2 separate regions of the Mus musculus genome follow, and region 2 is linked to region 1. The links are chromatin contacts, called in public HiChIP or PLAC-seq maps. All regions are on one chromosome and are shown on one strand. The core of a region is the stretch at or near the end of the contact, and the rest is flanking DNA. Distances in the headings are between cores, read along the strand shown.

Region 1 (5,177 bases), core at 567-3,066:
TCATGATTTTGTTTTAAACACAGCAAGCCCAATTGTGGCCCACACCATGTGACCACATGTATGAATCTGTATCCTTTCCAGCGTAAAATGAGACAGAGCTACCAGATATCTGGAAACTTCAGCTCACCTCATAAGAGCAGAACACTCGACACAATGGCAGGCGTTTCAGTGGCTCTCAATAAACATTTGCCAAATGAGTAAATATTTGTTCACAGAAATAGATGGAAGTTGAAAATGTTTGGTTCTAAGGTTGTTTGCATGTAAGAAAAGTCAACATAGCTTGAAAAGTTAGGCAGAGCTGACATTCATCATGTTTATGTACGTGTGCACGTGTGTGGATGAGAGCGGATGTGCATGGCGGTCAGGGGTATGAGGGCAAATTCTTCCTTAATTTTTTATTCACCTTAGTTTTTGATACTACCACTGAATTTGAAGTTCACCAACTGGTTAGACTAGCAGGCCAGGGAGCTCCAGGAGCCTCCTGTCTCTGCCTCGCCAGGGCTGGCATTACAGGCAGGTGCTGCCAAACGCCTTATGTTTTTACACGGATGCTGGGGATCTGAACTTAGATGGGGATCCACACGTTTGAACTGAAAGTACTACCAACTTTTCTGTCTCCCCAGACTCAAAATTATCATATTTAAATTTAAAAGCACTTAAATCTTACTCATCATTCACAAGCCTGTTTGGGCACTCCATCTAATGTACACAATACTTTCAAGAATAATTCCACAGAAAACTCCTACGATACTAAGTGCCATGTTAGTATAGCTTTTTATGTTGAAAGAAGTCTTGAGAGAGTGACTGCCAGTGTTTTCATAGACCACACTGGACATCTTAGAGTTGAAGATGTTAACAGCATAAAACAACAACAAAAATCTTTCCCAAAGGTTGTTTAGCTTGTTGGCAATGGAACTTGGTAACCTTTAAGAACTTAAAATTAGAAGCCTATATTTCCGTGTGTTTGTGAGAGTCTAGAGATAGATTCATACTCAGATCTTCTCTCTCCTGGTTGTATCTACATATATGTCCCTTGCTTGTCTAGAAGACACTGGCTTCTTACTCCTGTGAGTATGACAAGTGCTATAACTCATATGTAGTGACCATGCTCGTTAGAGTTTATGACTATAAGTAACAAATACAAGCTCAGCTGCCTTATCTATAGAAGCATTCATTATGAAATTTCAGATGAGAATAACAGATAGGACCATGGGACTCGGGAGCAAAGGGGAGCAAGAGGGCCTTTGTCATATTCCTTCCTGCATCTTTGTTCTCTCTGTCCGTAGGACTTGGTTTTCTGAACAAACCTGGTTCTACTTTCTCAGTCCACATGAAAGAATATAGCTGTACCTTTTCTTTGAGTCATGAGACGGTGCCCAGAGCAGGTTCTGAAGGATCTGAGTGTCACTAGATACGACTGCATCAGAGATCACACCTGTTGAGTCCTGCACAGTTAACTGCAGCTCTGCAAACACATGACAGAAGTCACTGTGCTCAGTCATCATGCCTGAAACCAAGAGGAGAAGCACACCCCAGTGGGTGAGTCTAATGCTTACCTGGAGTTGGAGTCTACTAATGTAGGTGGTCTGTAGTTTCCTTTATTTGAAACTGTAATCATGACACACAGGCGAAGGGGCAGTTGAGAAGAAGCAGTAGAAAATGGTCTTAACGCACAGCCACCCGGCTTTCCCCCTCTTTAAACTGCAGCTCACTTTGTTCATGGGTTAAAATAAAATTCTAGGTTCAAGATGAAACCAGTGTTGATTTCTTATCCCTTGACATCCTCACACTTACTGGTAGACCTCATAAAGCATCTCACAGCAGCCCCCAGCTGAGGAATCTCCCAGGTTTCAGCTGTGTTTTTCAAACAAGAAACTCCCTGCGTTTCCTAGGCCACAACTGAAAGCTCCAAACATGCCTGTGGTTCTCCCTGCCCAGCAACAGGCTGCACAGTCTGACTTCCTAGTGGATGGCTTAGATTGGGGTTTCAGAACATGCATGAGACAGACTGTGTGCAAACACTAATGAAAAAGAAAGATTTGTTTGCCCCTTGGAGTATCATTTCCTTTGATTTTCAGTAGCTAGAGCCTGTGATCCTGGCTTTCTACACAGGGCTAGAAACAGGTCTTCAAAACCACTTGTGTTGACTTGGCTCTAGGGAAGCAGTCTCGAAAGCTGGTCAGAAAAAGCTCCACCCCCAAGGGATTCTGATGAGCAGCCAGAACTGAAGTGTACTGATGTAGGCAGTCCAAACTTACAGCTTTATAAACAATGCTACTAATAAATAAATAAATAAATAAATAAATAAATAAATAAATAAATAAAATAGTGCTACTGAGGTCCAGTTGAGAAGAAAGGCCAGAGATTAAAACAAAGGTGGGGAGAACTGGGAGGAGTAAGAGGGGCACTGTAATCAGAATCTATATGTGTATGTATGTATGTGTAATAGATAGATAAATAGATACATATATATATATATATATATATATATATATATATATATATATATATATACGAAATGCATATATATGAAAAGGACCTATTTTCAATAAATTTTATGTATATAAAGTGAATAAATAAGTAATTCTGAAATATTTATTTTAAGATTTATTTATTTTATGTATATGAGTACACTGTAGCTGTAGATGGTTGTGAGCCACCTGTGGTTGCTGGGATTTGAACTCAGGACCTTAGGAAGAGCAGTCAGTGCTCTTATCCACTGAGCCATATCACTAGTCTGTAACTCTGAAATATTAAAATTAAATAATCATCTACACAGTGAGAAGCACATGGTTCTTATTGTGAAATGGGACCAAGAGACATCAGACTCCCAACACTCCCCCTATGATGTGAGATGTCAAGTTTTCTCCGCCCCCCCCCCCCAAACGTGAGGCTCTCTCCCAGTTGGCTTGCTTCCTACATCTGGCTTGCCCTGGGGAGAATGTCAGTAGCTGTCAGGACTTAGGTAATTATTCCCCAGTTTTGTTGTGCTGAAGAGAGAAGAGCACAGGGCAGGAGAAGGAGGATGAACAGGGCTGTTTCTCCTTCAGGAGTTAATTTTCCAGGTGAGAAGTTGGAGTTTGTGAGCTGAGGAAGCAAGCAAGCCAGGGCCACAAGGCCAACAAGTGACAGTTGGGATTTTTATTCCTTGGTTTTCTGACTCAGGCAGGATTTCTCTTTTCTGCAGGTTTGATTCTTTTTTTTTTTTTTAACTGCTTCATATGTCTAATGAGAAACAGACTTAGCTAGACAGACTTAGGGATTTCTTAACTAAAAAAGAAAAAACCCACAATTTCAAGACATTCACCCTTTGAACTCCATTTTTCTGAGACCCGAGGTTTGAAGGTTAATTTCACATCTTTTATATAAGAGGTTCCACTGATGTGAGCTGATTGACCTGAACCCTGCCTGGCAACTCAACGCTCAAAAGAAGGCTAGTGTCCAGTAGCTTGGTGTTAGTTACTGTAGCACAATAGACTCTTAACAAACAAGGGCCACACAGTTACACAAACACCTCCTATGTTCAGAATAAGACATAAGCAAGCCTCATCCAGACATGGGCAGTCCTGTGGTTTTGGCATATTGGAGGATGAAGCCAAAGGATCTCAAATTTAAAGGTCACTTAACAATAATTCTCTCTCTCTCTTTCTCTCAAAAAAAGAAGAAAGAAAAGAAAGTCTATTCCCTTTTATTTCCTTCCTCCTGATCTAAGCGTTCACCCTACCTTCCCTTGCCCATCTGCCTTTCAGCCTTATACAATAATATGCGTGCTTGCAGAGGAGAGGCTGGCCGTTGGTCTGTCCCTCTCCCACTTTGGTAAGCTCACTCAGTTGCTGATGTTACAAGAGTGTTTAATGATGGTGATTTTCAACACCACTTTTCAGGGATCCCTAGAAACAGAGAAGCTATGTCATCCAGTTGTGAATGAAAAGAAATCCTGTTGAGCATCTGTACCAAGTGCTTCTCTGACTTCCGAGTTCTCAGCCACTTAGTTTGAAGCATAAATAAGATTCGGTGTGAGCATGCTCCGAGCAATCATGATGAATCAGTGAGTTCAGGCTCTACTGACTGGGCTCTGCAACGCCCAGTCAAAAACAATATGGCTTTTGTAGCTGTCAAATAGCAACATGGCAAATTTCCCACTGATACTGATCAGACTGAAAACTCAGGTTCCTGCTGTTATTTCCCTGGGGGAATTTTATCAAAAATGACCTTACAGCAGTGAAAAGTTGAGGGGTGTGTGTGTGTGTGTGTGTGTGTGTGTGTGTGTGTGTGTGTGTGTGTGTGTGTGGAAAAGTGACAAATTTAGAAAGGCTATGACGTTTACTGATAGCCAAAGTGAACATTTGCCTTTCTACCTCCCTGCTTGGAGTCTCTGCCTTGCTTGGATACAGAATAGCTGAATTATGAGTAAGTATTTGCTTGGTGTCTAATATAAATAAGCAAGCTTCATATTTTCTACCCAGAAAGGGAGTTGAGATTCTAACTAGATGAATCATCTAGTGACAATTGCCTTCATTGTATTACGTTACTATTGGCAGCTTAATGGAAAATCCTTTCTACTTTCAGCTTGAACCGTTAGCCTGGCATGTTTAAAATGGCTATGAGGTTTGACAATGCCACGATTGGTGTGTAATGCCTTCAGGGCAGAATGGAAATTAGTTTTTCAGATGTGGTCATGTGAAGGATTGCGAAGAAACCAAAACCCCAATTTCAACATAATAATTGTCTGGGAATTTTTTAAAAATGCATTTCCTTCTTCCTCAAGAGGAATCAGAGCTTCCTACTGAGACCCTTTAGGATAACTGTCCCTCGAAAGAGGTAAGTCAGGAAATTGGAGATGTGCAAAAGGTCCTGGTATTGCAGCAAGCACAGGATGTGAGCCCAGAGATTACCATGGTCTCCTTTGGCAGATGTAGGTCCCTTTGGTTTTCACTCTTTGGTGAAGGATGGTGAAGAGCCTCCCACTTCTCAGTCACCCCATCTGATTTACTGACCATTCTTTTAGTGATCATGGTGGAGTTGTTGTTGTTTGTTGTTGTTGTTTGTTGTTTTAGATGAGTTTATGTCTTTAGTAATTAGAGACCCAGACAAAATCACATCTAGGTTTGGTATCAGACTCTCCTAAGTTCCTTTTTCCGTCTGCCATTAAAGCTGTATTCCAGGAACAGACATGT
Region 2 (4,814 bases), core at 565-3,064, 96 kb after region 1:
CCTAATAGCAGTTGCATTGGGGACAGGGGTGGGGGTTGGGGCAGAGCTAGCTTGAATAGAATAAAGACCCTGCTGTGAGTTCCATCAGATCATCAGATCAGCTCAGATTCGTGTTTTGGGGGCTCACTAACATCTCCCTGGCACAACTTAAATCAATCCTAAAACATGCTTGTTGCAGTAGACGATTAGTCTGCTTTAATATCCCCAGTGGCGGTGGCGCGAGTTCCTTGCTACCTGTCCCAATGTTGTAGATTCCTGAATAAAAGACACACACTCGCAGCCTTATATTTAATATGTCTTAATCAGCTTAATGGCAGGGCCACTCCCAAACTTCCACATTGCTAACGCCTCCCCGCCGATACTCCTGAGTTATTACTTTCTAAAATCTATATTCCATCCTTATTACCCTAGACCCAACGGGGGCGGGAGGGGGGGAACTGGATTCACCCTTCCCTGGCTCTTTGATGATTGTCTTCTACAGCTCTCAAGCCTGCATCTTATTCCTTTCCTAGCATGGCAATGCTAACTCCTTCTACTCTTGGTTCCCTTGCCCGAAATTCCTAAAGTCCTGCCTCTATCTCCTTGCCCAGCCATTAGCCACTGGCAATTTTATTTACCAATTAAAACAAACTGCGGGCAGGGACCTTCAGTATCTTAAATGCGGATTCCCATGCAATTTTGGGAACCCAAATAGCATAACATAATGCAAGCTTTAGGCCAAATCTGAAACGCATGGTGTCTTAGTGCATGATTTACTCTTGGGATCCTGTGGGTTCATTGGGGCTGGAGGGATGATTCTCATGTAAGACAATCAGATAGCAGTTGAAGTGCCTGAAGACTCTCCTATGGCACTTAATTCTCTCATTTTCCGAGTGCCTCAGCTCTCCAGATATGCCGCTTCTCTTCAGCAGTCTAGGCTTCTCATTGGTGGGCTACCACCCCAATACAACAGGTAAAAACTGTCAGTGAGCATAGAGCTTGAGAGTAAGAAAGATCCAAGGTCTTTTCTGCCATATGTTGACAGTCAACCAAGCAACAGACCATCTCGGGTTTAAGGAGAGCAGGGAACAGACTCTGCTTCTTCATGAGGAATGGAATGTATATGCGTACGGCAAGGGAACTGGTGGCGACAAATCTCCTATCTTTCTTGGGGGTGGAGAGTGGGGGCTTCCTTTTCCTACCACTAGAAATGCTCCAAGAAAGGCAAATATCTGTATCAGATTGAAATGTCTTCCTCTTGGCCAAGACAGCTTTGTTGCCTTGGGACTTGACCTACAGATTCCATCCTCCATGAAAGCAATTTAGTGTGCTGTACTCAGTTAAAACCAAGGCCTTGGCCAATCCGATGACTGCCTGTTTAAATTCCCTTTTAATGCTTTCTTTCCTTTGGTTTCCAATAGTCATGGCTTTGAATGAATGCCATTTGCTTGGATAATTCTTCCAACTAAAACAAGTCTCTGTGATTTAAGAGATCCTTGCTCTCTTTTAAAGTGCACCTCAGTTTGTGATTTGACATTTATGAGATCATATCGGCTTCTAGTTTCCTGGGCAAAACTCTACCTCGCCATTTTTCCTCTGCGTGTGTGTTACCTCAAACATACTAGATCTGCTGTAAAATATGATTTGAATGGATGGCTTGTTCCTTCTCACCAGAATAATTTAATGCTGAGAATTTTTTTTTTTAGAAACCTTAACGACTGAATTAAGGAAAGGGAATTATTTGACTCTGTGACTCATGCAGTACGAAGTGATTCGCTTTAAGTATGGGATCCATAGCAACAGACATGACCTCAGCCATGCCATGGTCAGCTGAAGGAATATTCCCAGCTTTCAACTCCCACACATCATTCCAGGACACCTGCATCTCAAATTCCTTTACAGCTGACTAATATCTGGTTCAGGTGGATATTTCAGATGTAGTATCCACTTAACTAAAAATCTCTCTGAATTGTCTTCACCTCATCTGTAATAGCTTCTGAAAACTTGTTCAGCCTTGCTTCCACACCCACACTCTGAAGTCTTCCCTAAATTCCACACCCTGTAATGTTCTAAATTTTAACATCTTGTTTCCCAACATATTTAGATACAGCCTGATTTAGTTTTGATGTTCTCCAGAACTGGACACACAAATAAGCAGTTGAGTTCTGAGAATATTTCCTTTTATTAAAGATTTATTGATACTTATTTATTTATTTTTGGTTTTTCCAGGTCAGAGTTTCTCTGTGTAGCCCTGGCTACCCTAGAACTTATTCTGTAGACCAGGCTGGCTTTGAATTCATAGAAGTCCATCTACTTCTGCCTCCTGGATGCTGGGATCAAATGCGTGTACCACCACTGCCTGACTTCATATTTATTTGTATTTTTTATTATTTCAAATTGTGTATAGGTGTATGTTTGCATATGGATATGTGTACATGAGTACAGGTGTCTGTACAGGCCAGAGGCATCCAGTCTCCTAGAGTTGGAGTTATAAATGGCTGTGAGCCACTTGATGTGGATTTTAGAAACTGGATTTAGGCCTCCTAGTTATACCCATCACTTAGCTTCAGTTATTATCAGTTTGTGACAAGTTGCATTTTACCTGTACACCTATCCATTTCCCTTTTCACTTAATAGATTTTTAAGCAAATAGTATATATCAAGTGATTTGGTTCATATCTATGTAGGTAGTTATCTTCAAAAGATAAGTATAGTCCACCTTTGGTATCCACATTCTGTATTTGTAGATTCAACCAACCACAAACCAGGAAAGTATAGCAGATATACACAGGCTTTCTCTTGCCATTCTCTGAGACAATAGAGTATAACAGCTTTGTACGTGTCATTTATACTTTATTATATAACCATAAATAAGTAATCTAAAGGTGTTTGAAGTCTAAAGAAGAATATGTATAAGTTACATGAAAATCTGTGTAATTTTATAGAGAAGAATTGAGCATCTGTGGATTTTCATTTTCTCTAGAACCAAGCCCTTAAGGACACCAATGAAGACTCTAAAACAACACAAACACATACATAGTCACACCTAAAAGTACTCTAAGCACTCTCAGTAGCCATTGAGTTTAAATCTTCTATCTAAGAAAGAATGATATAATAATGTTAGTCTTCTCAATTCCTGGACTCTGACACACATACTCCAAAGTAAACACACACACTCACTCGTTTAAGATTCATACATGTGTTTTATGAAAACTTTTATTATCCAATGGAAAATGTGACACCAAGGGTCTTCTGGCTTTGCAGTTACCAATGTTTATCAAGCAAAAACCTCCTGAAGCACCTGCATATATCAGGTTTGTGGCTTTCTCTGTTTGCTATAAGGAAGAATATACAGTCTAGGGAACCATAGTCCATTATTAGAGTTTGTCAGAAAAAAAAAAAAACTGCTATGCAGTTTGGGTGGAAAACATTTGGGAATATCTAAGAAAGTGTGACTCACTCTAGTCTGAATGTTATTCAAAATTTGAAGTACTTTATTACTGGATATCCCCTAAGCATTGTCCATGAAATGGACAGAATAAAAAGATACAAAGTGATTTAAGAAGGAAGGGTTTATTTTGGCTTACAGTTCCAGGGGATACAGTCCATCATGCCCAGGGCAGTATTGCAGCAACAACAGGAGATATCAGCCACATTGCATCCAGAAGGCAGCGAATAAAAAAATGCTTGTATTAGCTCACTTCCTTCATTTTACTCAGTTTAGGGCTCAATCCCACCCAATAGCACTGCTAGAATTTAAAGTGAGTCTTCCCATCTCAATTAAGCTAATCTAGACATGCCTAGAAATTTGCTTTCATGGTGATTCTAAATTCTATCCAGTTAACAATTTAAATCAACCATAATAACTCCACCTTCTGTCTACCCTAAACCAAACACATAACTTTTAAACTATAACCTTCCAACCCGTCTCCATAGGACATAAGTATTTGTCTGCTTTTCTATTACTGTGGTACAACCCCATGACCAATAGAAACCTGGGAGGAAGGAAGCTTATTTCATCTTAAGAGTTGTAATTCGGGATAAAAGGAAGTCAGGTCAGGTACTCCAGGCAGAAACCTGGAGTAAGAACTGACATAGAAGCCATTGAAGAGTGCTGCTTGTCTCGTATGAGGCTATGCCAGTGCCTGGCAAATACAGAAGTGGATGCTCACAGTCATCTATAAGATGGAACACAGGGCCCCTAATGGCAAAGCTAGAGAAAGCACCCAAGGAGCTGAAGGGGGTCTGCAACCCTATAGGTGTAACAACAATATGAACTAACCAGTACCCCCAGAGCGCATATCTCTAGCTGCATATGTAGCAGAAGATGGCCTAGTCAGCCATCACTGGGAAGAGAGGCCCCTTGGTATTGCAAACGTTATATGCTCCAGTACAGGGGAATGCCAGGGCCAAGAAGCAGGAGTGGGTGGGTAGGAAAGCAGGGCGGAAGGAGGGTATAGGGAACTTTCAGGATAGCATTTGAAATGTATATAAAGAAAATATCTAATAAAAAATAAATAAACAAATAATAACAATTTAAAAAAGAGTGCTGCTTTCTAGCTTTCTATCTGTGGTTTGCTCAGTTTGGTTTCTTATGCAACCTGAAGCTGCATGCCTAGGAGAGGTAATGGACCTTACCACATCAATCAACAATCAAGAAAATGCCCCCATGTGCCTTTCTACAGACTAATCTGATGGGGGTATTTTCTCAATTGTGGTTTCCTTTTCTCAAATGCCCTTAGTTTGCATCAAGTTGGAAAACAAACCAACAAACAAAAACCAAACCAATATACCATCTCATAATGCAAAATGCTCTCAGTAAAACTTCAAAAGTC

The links. HiChIP or PLAC-seq counts read pairs in DNA pulled down with a chosen protein or histone mark.
Region 2: an H3K27ac HiChIP or PLAC-seq map of embryonic fibroblasts shows a contact between it and region 1, with 34 read pairs. The contact joins the enhancer-like site here to the promoter of Tm4sf1 in region 1. A contact is called at or near these places in 1 of 39 promoter capture datasets (3T3-L1-derived adipocytes), 1 of 15 datasets of contacts at CTCF or cohesin (the NIH/3T3 cell line), 4 of 484 Hi-C or Micro-C datasets (liver, nephron progenitors and pancreatic cancer cells), 3 of 115 datasets of contacts at active chromatin or transcription factors (a colorectal cancer cell line, embryonic fibroblasts and pancreatic cancer cells) and 1 of 9 other capture datasets (adipose tissue).

What each region holds. Positions count from the first base shown.
Region 1 is chr3:57,300,172-57,305,348 of GRCm38.p6, forward strand. It overlaps Tm4sf1 (transmembrane 4 superfamily member 1), which reads right to left and starts at 1,817. Exons shown (of 7, transcript NM_008536.4): 1 at 1,557-1,817; 2 at 1,351-1,465.
Region 2 is chr3:57,395,782-57,400,595 of GRCm38.p6, forward strand. No RefSeq gene overlaps it. Among named protein-coding and RNA genes, the nearest start is that of Tm4sf4, 27 kb to the right of the region's middle. Within about 2 kb of position 1,815, at least 14 of the 459 cell types and tissues checked have an H3K27ac peak or open chromatin away from gene starts, as enhancers often do. A contact at or near this core is called in embryonic fibroblasts and pancreatic cancer cells, where this site is marked.